2 separate regions of the Zea mays genome follow, and region 1 is linked to region 2. A link is a contact called in public Hi-C data. All regions are on one chromosome and are shown on one strand. The core of a region is the stretch at or near the end of the contact, and the rest is flanking DNA. Distances in the headings are between cores, read along the strand shown. Region 1 overlaps LOC100382815. Region 2 holds the start of LOC100191473.

Region 1 (3,525 bases), core at 644-3,143, 910 kb before region 2:
TTAAGGTTCTGAGCAGTTGACCGTTGGAGACGTTTGTCTTCTAGCTGCACCGGACAATCCGGTGCCCTCTGACTTCTGCGCTCTGACTTCTGTCGTGGTACTGTAGCGCATTGTAGCTCTGCATAGTCAACCATTGGCGCGCTGGGAGCAACTGGACTGTCCGGTGAGCCAGCGGAGCAACGGCTCTCTACGCGCCAACGGTCGACTGTGCAGAGCTACAGTGCGCTACAGTACCGCGACAGAAGTCAGAGCGCAAAAGTCAGAGGGCATCGGACTGTCCAGTGCAGCTAGAAGACAAACGTTTCCAACGGTCAACTGCTTAGAACCCTAACAGATGCGCTGACGTGACGTGCACCGGACAGTGCATAGTGGCTGTCCGGTGGCGCACCGGACTGTCCGATGCGCCCATCACCAGCAGCCTTCACCAACGGTTAGGAAGTGGTTGGGGGCTATAAATACCCCCAACCACCACATTCATTGGTATCCAAGTTTTCTGGGGATCACATTCAATACAAGAGCTAGAGCATTCACTCCAAGACACAATTCCAAAGATCAAACCATCTCCAAGTCTCAAATCATCTCAACCACTTAGTGACTTGAGAGAGAGTGAGTTTGTGTTCATTTGCGCTCTTGTTGCTTGGATTGCCTTTCTTCCTTCCTCGCTTCTTTTCTAAGTGCTTGTAAGCGAAGCAAGAGACACCAAGTGTGTGGTGGTCCTTGCGGGGTCTTAGTGACCCGTGAGATTAAGGAAAAGGCTCACTCGGTCTAAGTGACTGTTTGAGAGAGAGGGAAAAGGTTGGAATAGACCCGACCTTTGTGGCCTCCTCAACGGGGACTAGGTTCTTTGGAACCGAACCTCGGTAAAACAAATCACCGTGTCTAATCGCTTTGATTCTCGCTTGATTTGTTTGCCCTCTTTCCTCTCTCTAACACTTCCTTGCTAGTATTAATTTGAGTTTGCTCCCATACGTCATCCACACTCTTTGAGCAACTCCTAGCAAGAGAAACAATCTTTCGGACTTGAATTTAATTCTAACGCTAACCTCGGCCTTTAGTGTGTGTTTAAGTTTGTAAATTTCAGGTTTCGTCTATTCACCCCCCTCTAGACGACTTTCACTAATCCTATCTCACGACAAAAGGATGTGGCGGGCCCACCGGAGGTAGTATGACCTTAGGATGTGGATCCACATCTAAAAAACCTATGGACTATTCTTTGGCAAAATCTTATCAAATAAGTCTTGGATACACCACATTAAATGTGGGATAGATGACAGCACATGCCTTGCTAAGTAGGCTAATACACAACTTAGGCTGCAGGCACTCAAGTGCATGCCGAGTGTACCATGAAATACGATAAAGTACAAAGGCTATATTGGCTATCAATTACATTATGCCAGGTGGCTCAAGACCTAGTGTGAGCATCATAATTGTCCATGGTAGTCACCACGAGAAGAGATGACTACAACCAAACTCGTGTATCATATATGTGATAGATGATATTATGGTCATGCCTTCATCCTAACACGTGCTTAGGAGGGCAGGTGTACCTAATGCCTCTATACAGGCATATACTCATATTTAATATTACTTCCGTTCTTGAATATTTGTTATCCGTTAGTTCACTTTTGCACTAAAGTACGACAAATAAAAAAGAACAACAGAGAGAATACCATATCCAGTTAGGGTGGAAAAATCCTATAGCCGCGATTAGGTTGTATGATGGTACATTTGTGTAATGAAAGGTGCAATGAACTACTGAGAAACATCTCAAGATCTCTAAGGGTCTACGTGGCAAATGCATTCATACAGGTAGCACGGGCGTGAATATGTTCATAGGGATAAATGTGTCAATTGGGCGCTGCAAGTTGTTCAGGTGCCTACGAGCCTTGACTCCAAAGAAACAACTGAGGTCAAAAACATAGCACATGCTTGCCACAGCTTGTCTGCTCCTGGTATGTAGTATACAGTAGTTTTTGCCAATATGGCTGAGAAACATCACTTGGAAGTTAGAACGGTAACACAATATACAGCGAACACTGATGCTCACATCAGATGCCAATGCCATACACTATTTGGCCGGTGATCTTTTTTGTTTTAAACATTTGGCTAAAGAACGCAATGGTTAGGATTTACAAAACTTAGACAGGGAGCATATCAAAAGGCAGCAGAAGATTTTTTTTTTCCCACTTGTTTTACTTTCCTATGCTTTACGTTTTGAACCTCCATATCCTATTTACGTCGAGGTTGGTGTCTTTCTTGTGGAACGCTGGAGTGGGACGAAGGTTGCCCTTCCTTTGGGGGCAACATACCTAAGAAACTTCCTTGAACAGGTTCCTCTTCGTCCATACTCTCTGTTCAGAATGAATGAAAAGTAAGTGGATCGTTCATGCCTTCACGGAGATACAGTAGAAGCGAACTGAATGTAGGATACTGGCTCATTACCAAACAATGTCTTGATGGTTGGTCGCTTTGATTTGGAACTCTTTTTCTTCAACTCCGCTGTTGCACAAAGCACCAAATCATTTTTTTGTCAAACTAAACATATAACAACTAAGGGGGTGTTTGAATGCACTAGAGCTAATAGTTAGTGGGTAAAATTAGTTGAAACATCCAAACACCCTGGCTAATAGTTCAGCTATTAGCTATTTTTGGTAAATTAGTTAATAGTTAGGTAACTATAGCTAGCTAATTCCACTAACAATTTTTAGCCAACTAACTGTTAGTTCTAGTGCACTCAAACACCCTAATAAGTGAAATAGTAGAAGATGAACAGAGTAATGGGGGGCTAACCAATTCCTGCCACTTCATCATCATTTACAATTTCAAAGTTCTTGTACGTATACCCAACAAAGTTTGCATCTTTGGATGGAAGCATCTGTAAAACAGTAATGTTTTTCAATCCATTGACAGCAGTAATAAAATGAAGCTCGAATGTCCAATATGAGTAAAATTCCCAATCAACTTTCTAAATATATGTGCCCTTGTTCAACAGAAAATATCTATGCCCTCCACATCAATATCAATTTTTGAAACACCCATATCAACAGAAAATTTCACTTGAGCATCAGATATGGAATTGTCTTTGACTAGGTACATTACTATGTCCCATACTTCAACTACCCAGAAACCTTCAGTGGAAAACTAATGCATACCTTTCTCCATGGGCCTGACTTGGATGAACTTTGAATTTGAGTTCCAGTCTGCAATAGTGGAAAAGATAATTAAATGTGTGAGCAATATAGCCAATGCATTCATAGTTCAAGTTTCACCAAGTCAACGACAAAAACACTATCATATAAACAACAGAAGAATGGAGTGTTACAATTGAGTGATCCTGAAATTAAGAATATCACTGTTTAAAGCCTGGCTGATATGAAAGAGGAAACGCCACAAGATTTATCCCAGCCCCAGTTTTCGTTAAGTAGCACGTAGCAGATACAATTTGCGATTAGATCGATGATTTCATTTAATTGTACTACTCCCTCAATTCCAAATTATAAGACGTTTTGGCTTTTCTAGATACAA
Region 2 (3,804 bases), core at 882-3,381:
CGTTTGCAGCAGTCTACCTAAATTTTACTCAAAAGTACTATTTTGCACTGTAGACTACACTGTTCGTAGAGTAAAGTTTGAATATGGGTACAGAGATGGATAAGTTGTTGGAGATAGTTTAAAACTAAGTGTCATTCTTCTATCCAGATGTTTTAACTTTGATCAAATATATATATATATATATAAGAAATTATTAATATTTATGATATATTGTATTAATTACTAAATATAATTTTATAATAATTATTAAAAATATAAAAATAGTATTAATATAATTTAGTCGAATTTAAAACGATAATTAGGACTCGTTTAGTAGAGCTTTGCTCCATAATTTTCTAGCTTCGAGAGCTGATTCTTCGATTAAGTGATTCTAAATGATTATCTAGTCGAAGTGAATCTATGTAGCGAAAACTGTTTCGTAAATAGTGTGTGAAATTATTTGTAAAGGTTGGAGAGTAGAGTGGCGGGAAATAGGTTTTTTTTTCTCCCACTTTTCCGTACAAAATAAAGACTAGATTCACTTTGCTTCTATCACGGAGCAATTCATTTTTTTACTGTTTGGCCGGGTTGAGTGATTGTCGCTGGGAGGCTCCGCTAAACACCCCTTATTTTGTGAACGGACGGAGCAACGTGGAAGTTCTCACCAAGCGCGTGCATCTTTGTACAGTACGGCAGGACGGAAAAAATTATTTGTTACTCCGACTGTGCAATGTGCATGTATCGACGTCTAGACGAGCAGTGTTGCCACGTACCGAGGTCTGCGGCGGCGAGCCGGAAGTAGAGTTCCTGGCCGAAGGAGGGGTACACGCGGAGGTCCTCGAGGCCGCCGGTCCACATCACGCAGCCGCGGCGCCCCGGCGCGGCGGTGAGGTTGGCGCTGGCGTACGCCGTGCAGGAGCAGTTCCTCAGGCACCGCTGCCGGCACTGCTCCAGGCTGGAGTTGAAGTCCACCACCGCCCGCGTCGCGTCGGGCACCTTGGCGTGCGGCAGCACCAGGAAGCCGTCGGTGCGGTTGGCGCAGTCCAGCGGCGTGGCCCGGACGCAGCCGTCCCGCCCGTCCCGCATCGCCCACGACGCCGGGGACCGCGGCGTGAACCCGGGGAGGCAGGAGCAGGCCGGGACCTTGTTGGTGTCGCACACCCCGTTGGGCCCGCACGGGGACAAGGCGTCGCACTGGTCCTTGGGCGCGTACCAGTAGAGGGCCCACGCGCCGGCGACATCCAGCCACGTCCACCTCTGCATCAGCCCGCCGCCGACGCCCGTGCTGTTGAGCACCAGCCTCGAGACGATGCCCGCGTCCCGGACCTGGAAGCTGTAGGTGGCCTCGCGCCCGTCGTTGACGAAGCGGAAGCTGAAGCCCATGCCCTTGTAGGTGACGGTGTCCGGGACTCCCGTGAACTGCACGCCGTCCCAGGGCCCCGACCGCCACACCTTGGCCGGCCCGTTCCAGATGAACACCTCCGGGTCGCCCGACGTGTCCATGGCCGCCACCACGGGGCTCGGCGACGGGTCGGAGGGGCTCGCCCACGCCGTCAGCGTCATGTTCGCCCCCGCCGCGAAGTCCACCCCGAGCCGCATCCCCGGGAGCAGCGTGTCGGTGGGGTGGTCGAACCCCTGCCACACCACCCGCCCGCGCTGGTCCGACACCACCAGGTTGCCGTCGTCCTGGATCCGCGCCGCGCACGGCCGCGGGGAAGACGACGACAACGACCGCCACACCACCGTGGCGTTGGCGTCCGCCACGGCGAGCGCGCACTCGCTGGACACGGAGAGCGTGGCGCCGGCGCTCTCGCTCGCCGCGCCGCGCACGGGGGCGGCGCGGTTGGCCACCCAGACGACGGTGCGGACGGGCACCTTGGCGTACCAGATCCCGACGTAGGTGCTGTTGGAGCCCGGCGGGGAGAAGAAGCCGAGCACGAAGCTGCCGGCGCCGGACGATACGAGCGTGTCGTTTCCCCGCAGCGGCTGGCCCGGCGTGATGGTGTCCCTGGCGCGGGAAGCCGCGGGGAGAAGCAGAAGCAGCAGCAGAGTCAGAACCATCGCGTCGCGGCGAGTGAACTAGCGGAGCAACGAGCTCGCAGTCGCACGGGGTGGACAAGATGACAGCACCCGTATGGTTGGCTCGTGTCGTGGTCAGGCGTCTGGTCAGTCCGTCATTGCCATTGGGACGGACACTGCAGTTTTAGTGGTAGATCTGGGCTTCGGATCAGGCCCATACGAACAGACCCGTCGGCTTAAGTGTAAGCCGGGCTGCGATGGGCTGGTCGAGTTTCGGTAGCATTATATCTGGCCTCTTTAGCTCAATCTGGGCCATACATTGATACAACTTTCTTTCCATGTCACGACGTCGGCTCTTCCCATAACTGGGCCATTCCCTTGGACGACCAAAAAGAGAGAGAGAGAGAACAGGGCCCATTGCTTTTGAACTACGTAGTTTTGAACTTTGAAGTCTTAGGTGTGCTCTGTTGCGCTAGAAATCCGTCGCGAATGATGGATGCAGAGACAGGCTTGAGGGCGAAGCCACACCCCACAGGCCGGGGAAGACGAAGGTCGTCACATCCATGATCCATGCACGCGTCAACTCGCCTTGCGTGGCCCCCGGTCTTTTGGGGGCGCCGAGGGACCGGGCAACCGCCGGTCCAGCAGCAGCCAATCCGCCGGCGGCACGGGTTCTCCTTTGCCTGCGGCGGGCATCATTGATGGAGGCTGCCGCTTTACAACAAAGATACGTCAGAGGATAGGATGGGGGGACACATGGCTGGAATGGAATGGAATGATCGCCCTCCTGCACGCCGGTCCGAGCCGACGCATCGAACAACTGCAAGGTGCCAAGGACGGACGGCCTCGATCGGTCCTCCTGGGGAAACAGCGAGAGCCTTAAAATCTCCTCGTGTCCTGCTGCTGTGTACTCCCTCCAGTGCAGTAAAGGTAGTCGTTTAGGACTTGATTGTGCATACCAAGGAGTGATTAATTATCATAGAGTTTTCCCTGTTTGCCCCTATTAAATAGGAATATGGGTGCATTAACGTCACTAAAACAATTAGGCTTGATTGGTTGCTGCAGCAGCTCCAAGGCATTCTAGACTGGAGGTCTCAAGTTCGATTCTTAAATGCATCTTTTTTTGTGCAATTACTAGGGGCAACAACGTCTAAATCCCAGACCTACGCGCAGGATGACTTCTTTTATTGCACCGAAGGGAGTATGTGTTACTACTGATCATCGAAAGGCAAAGATGTCCTTGGCTTGACAGCTACAGGTGGCGATGAGGACGAGTTTGGCCTTCCATCCAGTACGCTAAACTGATAGCTTCAGCTTTGTTTTGCGTGCGGTTGAAACGAAGCAGTCCTTTGCATGGACTATTAACCATGGTTGAAGAACTGGTTGAAGAACTGAAGGGGAGTCCGATCCCTGCATCCTTTACCTGCCACCTGCCATAACAGACCCTTGCCTGTCACCGCCATGGTTGTTGGTGGGCACATCCTGTCGTCTACTACTTCTCTCTGTGCTTCCATTAAACCTGTTCGTTTCGAATTAAACCTAGCTGTTCATTATAATGCATAGATACAAAACACTGTGGAAGTATTAAACCAGGCCCTAGCGCAGGGAGTTATTTTTACCACAAAGCTTGGAGACACAGGAAATACCGAATTTGTTATGATCTAAAGGAAGCTCTAGATTACCTTGTCTCACTCCTGCTTCCTCCATTTTATTATCTTGATTCTCGAGGTGAGTTTCTGGGTTCTGGTGATGCAACCGTGACGTGCTGCTGGGCTGTGGCGCCCGCCACGATTGGCACCACATAGC

What was found. Hi-C and Micro-C count contacts between places; a contact is called where the count stands out from the background.
Region 1: a Hi-C map of ear shows a contact between it and region 2, with 2.0 times the contacts expected there. The contact joins the enhancer-like site here to the promoter of LOC100191473 in region 2. A contact is called at or near these places in 2 of 25 Hi-C or Micro-C datasets (ear and tassel).

Annotation. Positions count from the first base shown.
Region 1 is chr8:125,676,654-125,680,178 of Zm-B73-REFERENCE-NAM-5.0, reverse strand. LOC100382815 reads right to left here. Exons shown (of 14, transcript NM_001175515.1): 11 at 3,153-3,200; 12 at 2,791-2,875; 13 at 2,443-2,499; 14 at 1,946-2,351. The coding sequence ends at 2,230. Among protein-coding and RNA genes, the nearest start is that of TRNAD-GUC, 5.1 kb to the left of the region's middle. Within about 2 kb of position 1,893, at least 6 of the 20 cell types and tissues checked have an H3K27ac peak or open chromatin away from gene starts, as enhancers often do. A contact at or near this core is called in ear and tassel, where this site is marked.
Region 2 is chr8:124,769,632-124,773,435 of Zm-B73-REFERENCE-NAM-5.0, reverse strand. LOC100191473 reads right to left here and starts at 2,131. Exons shown (of 7, transcript NM_001353503.1): 1 at 753-2,131. The coding sequence starts at 2,040. It also overlaps a transcript of LOC100285601 not described here.